2 separate regions of the Pan troglodytes genome follow, and region 1 is linked to region 2. A link is a contact called in public HiChIP or PLAC-seq data. All regions are on one chromosome and are shown on one strand. Each heading gives the region's core, a stretch centred on a gene start, on an enhancer-like site or on the middle of the called end of the contact. The rest is flanking DNA. Distances are from core to core; before and after follow the strand shown.

What was found. HiChIP or PLAC-seq counts read pairs in DNA pulled down with a chosen protein or histone mark.
Region 1: an H3K4me3 HiChIP or PLAC-seq map of stem cell-derived excitatory neurons shows a contact between it and region 2, with 6 times the contacts expected there. The contact joins two enhancer-like sites. A contact is called at or near these places in 1 of 7 Hi-C or Micro-C datasets (stem cell-derived neural progenitor cells) and 1 of 1 datasets of contacts at active chromatin or transcription factors (stem cell-derived excitatory neurons).

The regions. Positions count from the first base shown.
Region 1 is chr10:96,886,762-96,890,017 of NHGRI_mPanTro3-v2.0_pri, reverse strand. All of the region lies in intron 3 of LOC100613094 (a long non-coding RNA gene), which reads right to left. Among named protein-coding and RNA genes, the nearest start is that of ATP2B1, 420 kb to the right of the region's middle. Within about 2 kb of position 1,392, at least 2 of the 24 cell types and tissues checked have an H3K27ac peak or open chromatin away from gene starts, as enhancers often do. A contact at or near this core is called in stem cell-derived excitatory neurons, where this site is marked.
Region 2 is chr10:96,524,216-96,527,847 of NHGRI_mPanTro3-v2.0_pri, reverse strand. No RefSeq gene overlaps it. Among named protein-coding and RNA genes, the nearest start is that of ATP2B1, 54 kb to the right of the region's middle. Within about 2 kb of position 1,302, at least 20 of the 24 cell types and tissues checked have an H3K27ac peak or open chromatin away from gene starts, as enhancers often do. A contact at or near this core is called in stem cell-derived excitatory neurons, where this site is marked.

The DNA.
Region 1 (3,256 bases), core at 143-2,642, 360 kb before region 2:
TATAATATTGATAGCAGGAGCCCAGTTAATGTTTGTTAAAATTAAATAGATGCATAAAAAGTTAACAGTATTCTAGTCAATTGAATAATTCTGCCCACCCACATATCCTCAATCACCATGACCAAATCAAGTATGCAACAATCTACCCTGATGATTAATTAGGCCAAAATAACCGAGCCAGGATAGGACAATCAGATCATTTTGCAATGAGAGAACCATTCTAATTTTTTTCAGAGTATTAAAAGAGAGAAGTTCCTAACAATGCACAGATGGCCTAAAAAAGCTAATGCACTCCATCTCCAAAGAGCAGACACTTTATTTTCTTGTTGCCACCAAGACAAGACTCATTATCTAATTTTGTGCATCTGTCTTAAAGTTATTTTATAAGTACAGACCGTTACTTTAAAAGGACAATTTTTGGTAACTGTTTAGAACTACTTCATTTAAATGCATGAAATCATGAAAATGTAATGCATTTTCAATGCACGAAATCATTGAGAAATGCAGAGAGGCACAGAAAAATGGATATCTTTAGATGATTCTCATTGATACTGCTTTGGATTCCTGTTCATAACACAAAGTTCTTGAAGAACACGAAATTTCATTTTGTGATTGTTACAGATATGTATGTAACATATTCCATTATGTATCTTTTATTTTCCACTCATATTTATTTTGATAATATCTTGAATTTTAATAATTTCACATGTGATTTCTGGTTGTGTTTTTCTATTTTTTCTTAGACCAATAGCTTTTTAGAGCTAGAAGAAACCTAAACATCCTGCAGCCCCATCCCTTTATTTTATGGAAACTCTAAAAGGTCAAGTAACTTGCCCAAAATTGAGTAATAAGAAAACAGTAAGATTAACAACCAGGTTTCCTGAATCCACTAAAAATGGAAGTGGCATGATAAAACTAACATTTATCAAAGACATGTTAGTATTTGTTTGTTCTACTTTCAGTTCAGTTCAATTAAATAATTTTTTCCATTTATAAGTCATTGGGGAGAAAATATAATACTGCTTTACTAAATTGGCTAAAGACTATGTACAATATATGTTTACCATAATGCTACCAAAGTATCTGTGACTTTTAAAATTCCTGTTCTTAGTCAGACTAGAGATTTATTTCATATTTCAACACTATTTGCTTACACATACACACACACACATATTTAGTAGCCCAGGTTAATTGGCAGATGCTTCCTTAACTAATGTTCATGACTAACCAACAATCTGTCTGAATGCTTCAGATGCAGCAGTCACTTTTTTCTTGGTGATTTAATCACTTCCTTCCATTTAATTACTTTGAGAATTAACTGTGGGCAAATGTATTCCAATAATAGGCCAATCTACAAAGAGCAGGAAGCTTTCCTTATGGTCCCAAGGGAAATTTAGCACTTCCGATTGTAACTGCGTTACAGCTCTCATGTTTCTTTTAGCCCTTAAGCCATGTGTGTCACCTTGCCTGTTTGAGTGTAAAAAAAAATGTCACGGGTTGCACTGTTTACATGCTAGCATTTGTACACAATTTCTGGCAGAATAAAGATGGCTTTTCTTAATCTGGGCCATACAGGAAGCTATTTCTTTCCAAATCAAGTCATTAATGCTTAAACAAGCAAACACTACAGCCAAGACAAAAATCAATTTGCAAAAAGGGGAGGCTTTTTTCCAAACTCTCCAGCAGTCGTTGGGGAAGATGCTTTTACAATCTAGTGCTTTAGAGTATTACAGTATTAGGTTAGGTCAATCCTATTTTTGTAGTTGGATTTATTTTGAGAGTCAAGGTGATGAGTAGTTTTGAATACTATCAGCAGCGTATCTATCGGCAATGTTTTCACTACCAGAAGAAATAGTTCTTATTCTAAATAACAAGCATAGAAATCTGTCCAGTGACCTTCATTTGACCTCTTGGCCACATGTGTCTGGGTATCTTCTAATGGTTGAATGCTCTATGAGGATGGTTTCCAAACTTTGCTGCAAATTAGAATTACCCGGGGAGCTTTTTAAAATCCCAGTGTCCGGGTTGCACCCATCCCAATTAAATCAGAATATCTGAAGGGTGGGAGCCAGCATTATTTGTTAATAATCCCTTGAGGATTCCATTATGCAGAAAAAGTTGAGAGCCAGTGACTGTGACATTTCTGGCTCATGTTGCTTTCCGGTAGATAGATTCCCAGACTGAAAGATAAAAAGGAATTTTTTTATCTGTTCTGATTTCCAGATTTGTAAAATCAAGAAATATTAAAGATACACGTATTTATTTGGGAGATACGTTTATTAAAATAGAGGAAAACATTTACATCAATAGTCATGAAACAGTTTATACTATTTGACCTACCTATTTTAATTCAGAAATTTGTTTGAAAAAGATAATCAAAGATGCATGTCCATAGCAATGTTAAATTTTAAAATATTTAAAGAAATTGTCCTATTAATATGTCATAATTTAATGAATTACAAAATGGCTGTGTGAAGAACTATATTTTTATTAAATGTGTTTCATTACACAGAAAAGCCCTCTAAATATAATGTTAAGTACAAAAACATAACATGTATTTGCATATATCATATATATGGACATATACACCTACACATATACATCCATTTATATATCCTATCTATATATCATATATAAATTACATTTGAAATTATCTGCATGGACAAATATATATAAATGCCTAAATGCAAAAGGACACATCTGGAAGGTCACACTTCAAATAAGGAAAAGGGTTTATTCTATACAGAGCAGTGGGGCTGGACAAAGTGAAGAGAGAGTTTTTCTTTGTATTACATATACTTCTTTATTGTTTGCATTGTTACAATATTAGCATGAGATTATTAAAATTTAAAATAAACAGAATTAAAACAAACCGGAAAAGTAAACACACTTTAATACAGAGAAAAAGACCCAGCAAAATGTAAATATAAACAGTACCTCTGATTTATCAGACAGAAACATATATTTTTTGTACTGTTTATTATACTATAAAATTTTTTCTCATGATTTTACTAAGCATCTATTATTTTATAATGTGTGAAGTAAAAAATATTGACCCTAAAAATAGATTACTGGATAAATAGATCCTCACGTTTGAAAGGATAAATTCACATTTCAAAGGGGCCCCTGCCTCACTAGCCAGGCCACAAACAATTTTGTTTCTCATTCAGGTTTTTCCGCTAAGGAGTATAAAAACACATTAGAAAACATTATTCAAATCTTGATAATCCAATCATCATCTTTAGTCTATTTCAAA
Region 2 (3,632 bases), core at 53-2,552:
TCATTCTGTTCAATGTTCGTTTATCTTACACATCAAGGGCACAGCTCAGAAGGCTGGTAACGTCAAGCCTAGTGAGATACATAAACTGATAAAAAAATTATTTGCAACAGCATTGATTTATATTTATTCACTTTTAAACGTCTTTTACACATTCTGTGTCTAATCTTTTAAAATATTTTAAAACAAATGCTATCATCAGATCGTGAACATAATACCATACTTCCTATTGCCTGTATGCTTTTGAGGAGGCTATATAAATATTAATTTTCCAGTTCTGGAATTAAGAGAAAGAAGATTGCAGAACTTATCTTTTTGTTCTGATTAACTGATACTGAAAATAACACTGACAAGGTCTCTGGGCCAGTGGCGACGGTGAGTTCAAATAAAGATTAGATGAAGATGAAGCGCGGTATCTTAGGTAAGATACACATCTTTACTGTGTATATGCGTGTACAAGAAGGAAAACTTGCTTTTTTTTTTTTAAGTAGATGTTACGAAGGATGGTTTTTTTTTTTTCAACTTGCAAAATCTCTTGAAGGTTGGAGCAGAGCCGCCGGTTACCTTTGAGCATCGAAATACCGCAAGTTATCCCGTTTCCTTTTCCCCTCAGGAAAGATGGGTGCAGGGTTGAGATGTTACAAGAGAATTAAAAGAGAGCTACCAGCTTGGCATAGTAGAAGAAACAAACCCAAAATGAAAACACCCGGATTTTAAGCGCGGATCATGCGAGGCCGGTTTGCACTGGCCGAACGCCTGCGTTAACCCTTTGGGCGCCGCAGCTGGGATCCCCGGTGTTTGCGGACCCGACCGGCAGGAACAGAGATGGGGTGTCCCGCGCCCGCATGGGGAGTGAGCTCTCTTCCCCAAAGAGGGAGCGAGCCGAGAAGCACTTTTGTCCTCCGGTGCGTGCGTCACGGCCCGGGACAGGCGTCGAGTCCGGTTTGGAGTGGGGGCAGAGACGCGGCGAGGAGCCGCTCAAATGTCCGCTGACTGGGGGTTCGCCTTAATCTGTCCTCGCCAGGAGCGCTCGCCCTCGCCCTCCCGCTGGCTCGCTCCTGGGCCCTGGAGGGGCATGGGCCCGGGGGCGGTTCGGGAGGGGCCCCAGGTGAAGGGCGCCCGCACTTCTCCTGCGGCAATCATCGCTCTCCTGCCTCCACACGTCGCGGCAGCGGCCCGGCCCCGCGCCGAAACAGCAGCTGTGACTGACGGAGTCACCTCCCCGCGCGCCTGAGCCACCCCCTCCTCCCCCGCCGCTCCCTCCTGCACCAACACGTCATGGAAACACGGACGTCAGAGTCTCTCAGCCAATCGCAGGCTGCGGCAGGAGGGAAGGGGCGCGCTGGGGGGGGCGGGGGCAGCGGCAAGCCAAGGCGCTCAGGGGAAGGAAGAAAGGGAGGGGCGTGCGGAGGCGCAAGTCCCCACCTCCGCCCCTCACTCCGGCCACCCTTTCCCGACCGCGCGGCAAGTTCTAATCGCCAGGCGCGCGCTCGCCAGCCGAGGGCGCGCTCGCCGGGTCCTCCCCTTAAACGCCCTCCCAGTGCCGCTCAGCTCCCAGTCCCGGTCCGAGCCGCGGTTCCTCCGCGCGCGCGCGCGCGCACTCGCCCGCCCCCAGGCTCCCCGCGGATCGCGTCACGTGACCGCGCTCAGCCAAGGCGGCGGCGGCGGCGCGAGCTTCGGCGGCGGTGGCGGCTGTGGCAGCGGGAGCAGCTGCGCCGCCAGCGTGGAGCGGGAGGCGTGTGGGTGTGGAGAGAAGGGAGCGCCAGACCGGAACGGGTGAGCGTTCTCCTCCCCCTGCCTACCCCGGCAATCTTGCAGGCCACCCGGTGCAGACGGGGTCCCTGCCCGGAGCTGCGCGCAGCCCCCTCGTGCTCGGCCGTCCGCTCTTCGGTGCCCGCGGGCCCCGCCCCGAGCGGGGCGGGCTGCGGCGCTCACGGAGGTGGCTGCACCCCGCCCGCGGCTGCTGTTGCGGACGGCGGCGTGAGGCCGGCTGAGCTGCCCGTGCCGAGCGAGCGCGGCGCGCCCTGTGTGCCGCTCTGCGGAGCGGAGGAGGCGGGTCCTGCGGGGACGCGGGCGGCCACTCGGTGGCTGCCGGGCTCTGGGCGGGGACGGCCGGGCGCCGCCTCCTCCTCCTTCGCTGCCGCCGCCGCCGCCGCCTCCTCGCAGTGCAGCGTGAGTAGGGAGCCCCGGCTGGTGGACGCCGAGCCTCTCGGCTCCTTGGCCGCCCCATCCCCGAGGTGCAGCTGCACCTCCGCGTGGCGCCCCGAGCCCTGCGAGCCGGCTGCGGACGCGCTGAGGACGGAGCCCCCATCCTCTGCGTTTCCCGCTGCCCCTCACCGCCCCGCGACCCTCCCGCAGCCTGCCTTTCCTTCCCCCTCGGAAAATGGTTCCCACTGCCGGGCGAGGTGAGTGGCGGCCGCCGCCCGCCCGCGGCCGGGGGCGGCGGGGCAGGTCACCTGCGGGGGAGGCCAGGCGGAGCACAGAGGTCGGGCGTCGCGGCGGGGGTCCTGATAGCTGGGTGCGCGGCGGGTTGCGCCGGATTCGGGAGAAGCTGACGGGGGCGGTCGGGGCCCCTCGCAGGTTGCCTCTTGCTGGGAGATTGTGAAGGTGAGCGGGCTTCTCGCTGTGCACCTCAGCGCCGGGTCAGTCTGGGAGTCGCTGCTCCGGGCCCGAGGGATGGGGCTCGTTGGGGCTTCTGGTCTACACCCGCAGGTCTTCGGCTTCACGAAGCCGCCTCGGCCGCGCCACAGCCCATCCCGCCACCGGTCGCCCCCGCCACGGCGCGTGGTGACCTTGAGGGCACCGTGCCCGGCACTCCCTCTCCCCGCGCCCCGGGAGGGTCACCCCTCTAATCCTTGGCCTCGGCCCCCCAGACGCACTGCGGGAGGGGAGCGGGGGCCCCTGGTCGGCCCCTGGCCCTGGTGGTTGATTGTTGGCGTGTCAGGATGGTGATTCCTCGGGAGTTGGAGAGCCGCCTGGTCTTTCTCCTCACGCCTTCCGTCTGGCCCCCCAGGATGTTCACAGTTGTTTCCGATTCGTGTTTATTCACTTAGTTTAAGAGAAAAAAGCCTGCGCCCCCACCTCCCTTTTTGGGGAAGGTGTCTGTAGGAGGACCGCGTTCCAGTGGCAGGGGTGTGGGGTGGGGGCTGTGCTCTCTTTATCCCATCCTGCGGGAGAATCCTGTGGCTAAGCTGGTTAGCGACCCCTGGTTCTGCGCCGCGGTCACCAGCCAGGTTGGTCTCTGTGCGCATTTCATTCACCAGTTTTCTGCGGGACTCGCAGCGCTGGGAGTGCTCGCACCCTGTGCGCTGCTTGGCTCGGAGGGGAAGGCAGGGCGTCTGGGTGGGCTAAAGGGGTCTGCAGGTACTTGGAGGGCTCGACCCTCCTCGACAGGCTGATATTTACCTTTTCCTTGGGTTAGAGCGCTGCAGACAGCCACCTTTCGCTTCTGTGCCCGCTACTTTTCTTGGTTTATTAATAATCTAATGGCTTCTGTTGGTATCGATTGCTGTTCGTGATAAATTAGCTACATAGATTTTTTTCATACATGTGTAGGTATATGCATATATCTGAACTTGCCTGCCTGTCAACATGGAAGCCTTTGTTGTGTTTAACCTCCCCCACCTGAGGACAGT